Linked DNA regions of Triticum aestivum: region 1 is linked to region 2. The links are chromatin contacts, called in public Hi-C maps. All regions are on one chromosome and are shown on one strand. Each heading gives the region's core, a stretch centred on a gene start, on an enhancer-like site or on the middle of the called end of the contact. The rest is flanking DNA. Distances are from core to core; before and after follow the strand shown. Region 1 holds the start of LOC123071104. Region 2 holds the start of LOC123071102 (cytochrome P450 94B3).

Region 1 (3,663 bases), core at 1,016-3,515, 260 kb before region 2:
GGTTAATGGTCGGGCCGTGTACGGTAGGGATGACCTGCGGAGGTACCGGTAGCGAACCATCCACAAACCCTAGGAGAGACCGGCTGCGGAGCAGCGGTAGGACCTTGGCGCGCCAGAACAGGTAGTTGTCCGGCGTGAGTCTGATGGCGATCAAGTTGTCGAAGTGGAACGGCCCGGCGGGCGTGATGACGCCAGCAGCAGCGGCGGCGGTCGGCGGAGCCACGACAGGAACCACAGCCGCGACCGATGCCGCGTGTGGCGGCGCGGGAACGATCGGGATCATGGCCGCGGGTGGTGCTGTGAGCGAGGCTGCAGGTGGCTCCGCGGGCAGCGCCTCCCCCGAGGTCGCCGGTATGACGGCGAGTGTCTAGGAGGATCCAGAGGGGGCCATCGCGGACGGCGGCAGCGCGACTGGTGCTGAGGCCGTCGCGGGCGGTGACGGCGGGATCAGCGCTGAGGACATGGAGCCGACGGCGGTGATGCCGAAGAACCAAGGCACCGACGGAGCCAGGGGTGAGGTGGGAGGTTGAGGAGGGTGGCAAGTGACGCGGGGATTGACCGGGAGCTGGCGGCGCCTGAAGCGAAAGAGGTCATGGCGCCGGCGGCAGCATCCCTAGGGTTTAGGGTTTTGGTGGGGCGGCGGCGGCGGGTGGAGTAGAGGACCTAGGTTAGACTCGATACCATGTAAAACGTAGGTTTTGAGGAACTGACTCAACCCTCTATGGGGTGGCCTATCACACACATATATATAATGATGTCATACAAGTTCTATACCAATATGGTATGGATTACACAATAAGGCTACAATACGAAGTCGAACAGCTAGATCCCATTTAGGCCCTTAAAATATATTTTTGCTCCTCTAAAGTATTTTAAGAGATCGGCTAGAGATGCTCCAAGCGGCTGCAATGGTACCTCACGTGCATGGTAGAAAATTCAGACTCAAGACTTTTTTGCTGTTTGGAAGAAGAGACAAATTGTTCATGATCAGTGTGTACATTGGAATAACCTCTATAATAAGCCAGTGTACAAGCTTATAGTCACCTTAGTCGATCAAGGAGCTCATTACAAGTGTTCCAAGCCTCAAAAACAGGTACCAGTTTCTCTCGTGGAAGTAATGCAAGCAAATCCGCGCGTCCAGGTCTGGAGGCCAAGCCCCCACTTGCTGCAATCATATTTGGAATGAATCTACCATAGCCTTCAGGATCTTTTGCGACGACTGCCACTGCTTGTCGCTGGCGCTCGCGACGAAGAGCACCACCGTGCTCCCCTTGGCCGTGGCCTTGGCCAGATTGTGGGAACCCGTCAGTGCCAGTGGAGTCTCCAGCACATAGCTGTAGTACTGCATCACAATAATTTATGCCCATGCATCAGGAATTCAGGTTTCGGCAACACCATCAGTAAGTTGACTGATAAACTTACAGTTAGGTCGCCGATCTTCTCGACAGAGGTCTCGATGATCTCCTCGGGTTCCAAGGTGTTGCCGGTGACGAAGGGCCCCAGGGAGGCGATCAGCTTCTCGGGGCTGCCGATGTCCTCGATGGTGGCGTTCGGCCGGTTGGTCAGGCGGATGAGCGGCGAGGCCACCACCTGCACTTTGCCCTGCCTCTCGTCCTCGAATTTCACCTCCACCCATGGCTCCGCGCACTTGGGCTGGCAGTAGTTGCCGGACAGTATGTTGGCCACTCGCAGCTGCTTCCAGGTGGGCGGTAGGATGAACTCGTAAGGTTCTACATTGCCTGAATTTCATGAGCAAAACTGGACTCAGCTGATGAATCAACAGGGTGCATCAGATTGCAAGATTGGTACTAGAAAGTACAGCAAGAATCGAGTGATCACCAGCCCGGAGGGCAGGGGTGTCCTTGGTGGTGGCCTTGAAGAACACGAAGCCCGGGCTGGACGGCGCCGGCGGCAGGTACTTGCCGGCCTCGACCTCGCGCGCCCCTACGGGCAACGTTGTCGCCGAGAACAGCGCGCCGAGTGCTGTTCCCACCACCAGCTCCCTCCTGTGACTGACAACCGCGAGCGGCGCCGGCTGCGTGGCAGCGGCCGCGTTGTCCACCGACACAGCGTGGGGAACAGAGGAGCGCGTGGTTACCGACGCGACCGGCAGCCGGAGTGTAGGCCGCAGGAGCGGGGAGAAGACGGAGGAGGAAGAAGCCATGAGCGCGCGAGGGCCACGGGTTCGCGCGCGCGGGGTGGGTCGGGAGAACGGCCACTCTTATCCAGACGAGTGTGATATTTGGTCTCGTCGACGCGCTCGCATTTTTGGCCTCGATGTGGCGAGCTTGTGTACGTGTACGTGTACGCGGACGCGGCTGAGCAGCGCCCCCTCAGTCAGTTAGCACGTCGAGGATAAGGTGGGATAAAGGGAGCCAGAGGCGCGGGTGTGCGGCCGAGCAGCAACGGTGGAACTACTCGGCAACCATGGCGCCTGCAGCCCTGTCCGCCCCGGTCCTTCGCGTCTCTCCCCGCTCGGCCGGGACTACGGCCACCGCCGCGCCCGCCGGCGGTGTCCGCTTCGGCCAGACGGCCTGCCTGCACCCCGGCCACTCTGGTACTTTTGCTTCTGCTCCATGCTCTTGTGACAATGAGCTGCACGAATCCAGTGAGCAGATGGATTTATTAACAAACTGATCTTGTTATGATCTCCGGAAGCCCAAGCTGTGCTGGGATCGAACGCGCTGCTGCTGAGGCCCGTGGGGCAGAGGAGGCGGTCGGCGCTGAGAAGCAGCGTGGATGACTCCAAAGCCACGGATGACAAGGTGAGCACAGCATGCGCTGCGTCCCGAAATCCTCGGCGACTCGTTCGGCCTTCCACGACACGCTGGAGCTAACCAGGCGATTCGCCCGCCCGCTTGCGTTTCCGCAGGTGGAGTTCGGGTACTCGAGGAAAGACGTGCTGCTGATCGGCGTCGGCGTCACCCTCCTGGGCTACGGCCTCAAGTCCGGCCTCGAGGTGACCTCCTCTTCATTTCTCTAGTAGCAAAACCCGGCAGCGTCTCAATTTGCCATCGATGAAGAAGAAGAACCCGTCTGTTTTTCACCTGAACCTGATCACAAACCCTGTTCCTGACCGCGCGCAGTTCCTCGGCGTCGACCCCCTGCAAGCCGGCAACGTGGTCCAGCTGTTCATCGTGCTCGGGATGACGGTGGGGTGGATCTCCTCCTACATGATCCGGGTGGCCAACAAGGACATGACCTACGCCACGCAGCTCAGGAACTACGAGAAGCAAGTCATGGAGGTGAGCTAGTGACCCTTTTTTGTCACTCTGGCACGTTCAACTGTATGCATAAACTTGTGAGTTGTCAGTTGTGACTGAGTGCCACCATTAACTGTTTTCGTTGCAGAAACGGCTGGAGAGCCTGTCGGAGGCGGAGCTGCAGGTGCTGCTGGAGCAGGTGGAGGAGGAGAAGGAACGCCTGCCGCCGACGAGGAGGGATCAGGGTATCACCATCAACAGGAAGATGGAGGATCAGACCACTGCTAACTAATAGCTAGAACACCTCGATCATGATACTAGCCCAGTACACTGTTAGGATAGCTTTGCATCGATTGATTATGGGTTTTCCTTTGTTATAAGAACTCTGTAGCACAATACTAGTAGTAGTGCTCGTAGCAGCAGCATTGAGTTATACTCCGATCTCCGAAAAATAGTACCG
Region 2 (3,491 bases), core at 809-3,308:
GGTCGGTGTGGTTCTTTGTCTGTGCGGTCAACCGTCATGCCGAGCCTCACCGGTGTGCCAAATATACCAGCCTGGTCGTGGCCAACCTCACACCCCAGTGAGTTGGTCAGAGATGTCCCCAATCGATGGCACAGTCGCCGAACCGATGACCAGTCATCACCACATTGATAGAGGTCCTCGGTGCCCTCAGCTCCATGGAGGTCCCCTAAAGGTTTCTCTTCCCTCGCCGATGAGCCATGCATTCTCATAGTCAGAGACCACGGCGCAATGCCCGCGGTCGACGGGCCCCACCACTGCGGTGCTCCTCCTCTCTCCCACCACTACGGTGCACGTAGAGACCACGGCCGCGCAGCACGCGCGACAGCGGCAGTGGGAACCGGTGACTCCTAACCCAGTCACTCGATTTGGTTTTCATCCATGGGTGTATTGTTTGAGACCGATCTGTCTCTGTCCAAACCAATCCAAATCAGTCCAATAATTGGTACTCCCTCCTTTCCAATTTATAGGGCTCAATTCAAAAATCTCACCAATCAAGGTAGATGGTGAGTGGTGGAATATTTTTTGTAGTTTTGCAAAAGCACCTAATTAATGCTCTTGTTTTTCTCAAAAAATTATGTTTATCAATGCATTAATTGCAATGCATGCATGCATGCATTAAGTACATGCATTGGTCAGTTTTCTCTTAATACTTGCATGCAATGATTTAATGCACCTTGGAATCTGAACATGTGATGAAAAACAACCAAATTAAGCCTTATAAAATGGAAAAAGTAAAATTTTGAGATAAGCCCTATAAACCGGAAAGGAGGAAGTACAGTCCAGTCCAAACCAAATTAATTAGGGGCTTAGCCCATTCCATCCAATCTGAAGGCAGACCAAAAGGCAAACTGTACTGAAACTGTAGTTTCAGTCCAAACCATTCCCAGGTTTACGCGCAACCTTGTCCTCCTCTGGAGCTCACACATCCGATCGAGCCCGGTGCCTCCTTCGGCGTCGGGCGGGGCTCCTCTTCCTGCAGTTGCTGCTTCGGCCTATGACCGACTGCCTCGTCTCCGATCTGTGCTCCGGCGGCATGGTATTGCTCGGAATTTGGCTAGCGCGAAATCCCTGCATCTTATGCTGGCAGCAGTGACACCCACGGGTGTCATCCTCTTTCTGGAGGGGCTGCCATGGCCATTATCCATGCCCCTGTTCGAGCATCAGGGGAAACCCTAGGACCGTTCTTTTTGACCAGACGATGATGGCGTCCTGGTGTTGTTCTCCTTCATGAAGGCATTGTCTTGATTTGCTTGCGGCGTCCTCGGTGCTGGATTGGAGATGCTTGGTCGTTTGATTGTTGGTTAGATAACTTCTCTAGTCGGCGAGTTTAGATGTGTTCTTTTTTTGTTTTTGGGTCGAGCATCTCTTGTTTCTCCGCTTCTGGCACCATGTTCACGCCCCTTGCGTGCGTGTCATGTGTTGTAACACCTCATGTACTCATTCTATTTTCATCTATCAACGAAATGATACGCAAGCTTTGCGTATTCCAAAAAAAGCAGTTATACTACTAAAGTTATAATTAGATCCGCTTATTACCGTATCAACGGTTTGCCATATGCCCATAAATTTTTCTTTTTGGAAGTCGATGCTAAAGATCCACGCAACACCTTGATTTGAGCGTCAGAAAACTTTTTATATTAATGTCAATGCTAAGATCTGCGTAACACCTTGATTTGTTTTCCATTTTATTTTGAAATTTCAAAGAGCGGGGTGAGGGGTAGGAGCCTCTCCGCCTGAATTTTTTATATATAGGAGCGGACCAAAGCCTGAATAAGGGTTTTACCGGGGGTTATGAAGAATGAAAAAGCCTGAATGATGTTTGCATAGGCACCAATAGCATGACAGCAGATACGTCGGGGCCGAGCGCTCCGGGACGATGCCACCGGCAGGCATTTTCATTCCCTTTTTCATTTTGATTGGTAAGCAGATCCTGAAAAAGCATCTACAGACATACTGTAAATGCAAGTGGTGATGTCCAATGTAGCAACCCGATGCATGAATCAAATAATTGAATCGGGAGGCAACTCTGACTCGTCGTCGATCGACTGTACTCACTCACCATAGAACTCTGAATCGGGAGGCAAGTCAGATCGAGTATACAACAAAACAGAAAAATCCTTGACCTCCCATCGCAGGCAGAGTGATCTAGTATCACCCGCACCGCTCGCACGCTAGGCAAGATCGACCAACTCACTCACTCACCATGGAACTCTCCTTGGCCTCATCCCTTCCCCTCCTCCTCCTCCCTCTCCTCCCTCTTCTCTACTTTCTCTACCTGCGGCCGGACCCCAAGAAGCAGCCTCGTGGGCATGGCCTCAAGGTCTACCCCATCCTCGGCACGCTGCCGCACTTCGTCAAGAACCAGGACCGCTTCCTCGAGTGGTACACCGGCGTCATGCAGGGCAGCCCCACGCACACCCTCGCCTTCAAGGTGCCCGGCCTCACCGGCGGCGCCATCACCGCCGACCCGGCATGCGTCGAGCACATACTCAAGGCTAACTTTGGGAATTACCCCAAGGGCGAGCTCTCGGTCTCCATGCTCGAGGACTTCCTCGGCCACGGCATCTTCAACTCCGACGGCGAGCAGTGGCTGTGGCAGCGCAAGGCCGCCAGCTACGAGTTCAACAAGCGCTCGCTGAGGAACTTCGTGGTCGACGCCGTCCGCTTCGAGGTCGTCGAGCGGCTGCTGCCGCTGCTCGACCGCGCGGGGCGCGACGGGCGGACGCTGGACGTGCAGGACGTGCTGGAGCGCTTCGCGTTCGACAACATCTGCCGCGTGGCCTTCGGCGAGGACCCGGCCTGCCTCGCCGAGGAGAGCATGGCCGCGCCCGAGAGCGCGGAGTTCATGGCCGCCTTCAACGACGCGCAGAACACCATCATGGCCCGGTTCATGTCGCCTGCCAAGTGGCTGTGGCGCGTCAAGAGGCTACTCGACATGGAGCCGGAGAGGCGGATGCGCTCAGCGCTCGCCACGATCCACGGCTACGCCGACAAGATCGTCCGTGAGCGCAAGGAGAGAGGGGAGGCTGGGCTGGTCAGCAGGGACGACTTCCTGTCGCGCTTCGCCGCGGCCGGCGAGCACAGCGACGAGAGCCTCCGCGACGTGGTCACCAACTTCATCCTCGCCGGCCGCGACACGACCTCGTCCGCGCTGACCTGGTTCTTCTGGTTAGTGTCCACGCGGCCCGACGTGGAGGAGAAGATCACGCGCGAGATCCGCGCGGTGCGTGCGTCGGGCGACGGCGCGTCGTCGACTCTCAGCTTCGACGAGCTACGCGAGATGCACTACCTCCACGCGGCCATCACGGAGTCGATGCGGCTGTACCCGCCGGTGGCCGCCGACACGCACAGCTGCAAGGAGGACGATTTCCTCCCGGACGGCACGTTCGTCGGAAAAGGCTGGCTGATGACATACTGCGCGTTCGCCATGGCGCGGCTGGAGGGCGTCTGGG

What was found. Hi-C and Micro-C count contacts between places; a contact is called where the count stands out from the background.
Region 1: a contact with region 2 is called in a Hi-C map of leaf, with 5 times the contacts expected there. The contact joins the promoter of LOC123071104 here to the promoter of LOC123071102 in region 2. A contact is called at or near these places in 2 of 5 Hi-C or Micro-C datasets (both in leaf).

The regions. Positions count from the first base shown.
Region 1 is chr3B:589,424,129-589,427,791 of IWGSC CS RefSeq v2.1, reverse strand. LOC123071104 reads left to right here and starts at 2,265. Exons shown (of 5, transcript XM_044494581.1): 1 at 2,265-2,557; 2 at 2,659-2,765; 3 at 2,873-2,959; 4 at 3,087-3,245; 5 at 3,352-3,636. The coding sequence starts at 2,428. The coding sequence ends at 3,495. It overlaps LOC123071103 (psbP domain-containing protein 6, chloroplastic), which reads right to left and starts at 2,299. Exons shown (of 4, transcript XR_006434136.1): 1 at 1,840-2,299; 2 at 1,423-1,739; 3 at 1,045-1,342; 4 at 929-956.
Region 2 is chr3B:589,159,574-589,163,064 of IWGSC CS RefSeq v2.1, reverse strand. It overlaps LOC123071102 (cytochrome P450 94B3), which reads left to right and starts at 2,058. Exons shown (of 1, transcript XM_044494578.1): 1 at 2,058-3,491. The coding sequence starts at 2,243.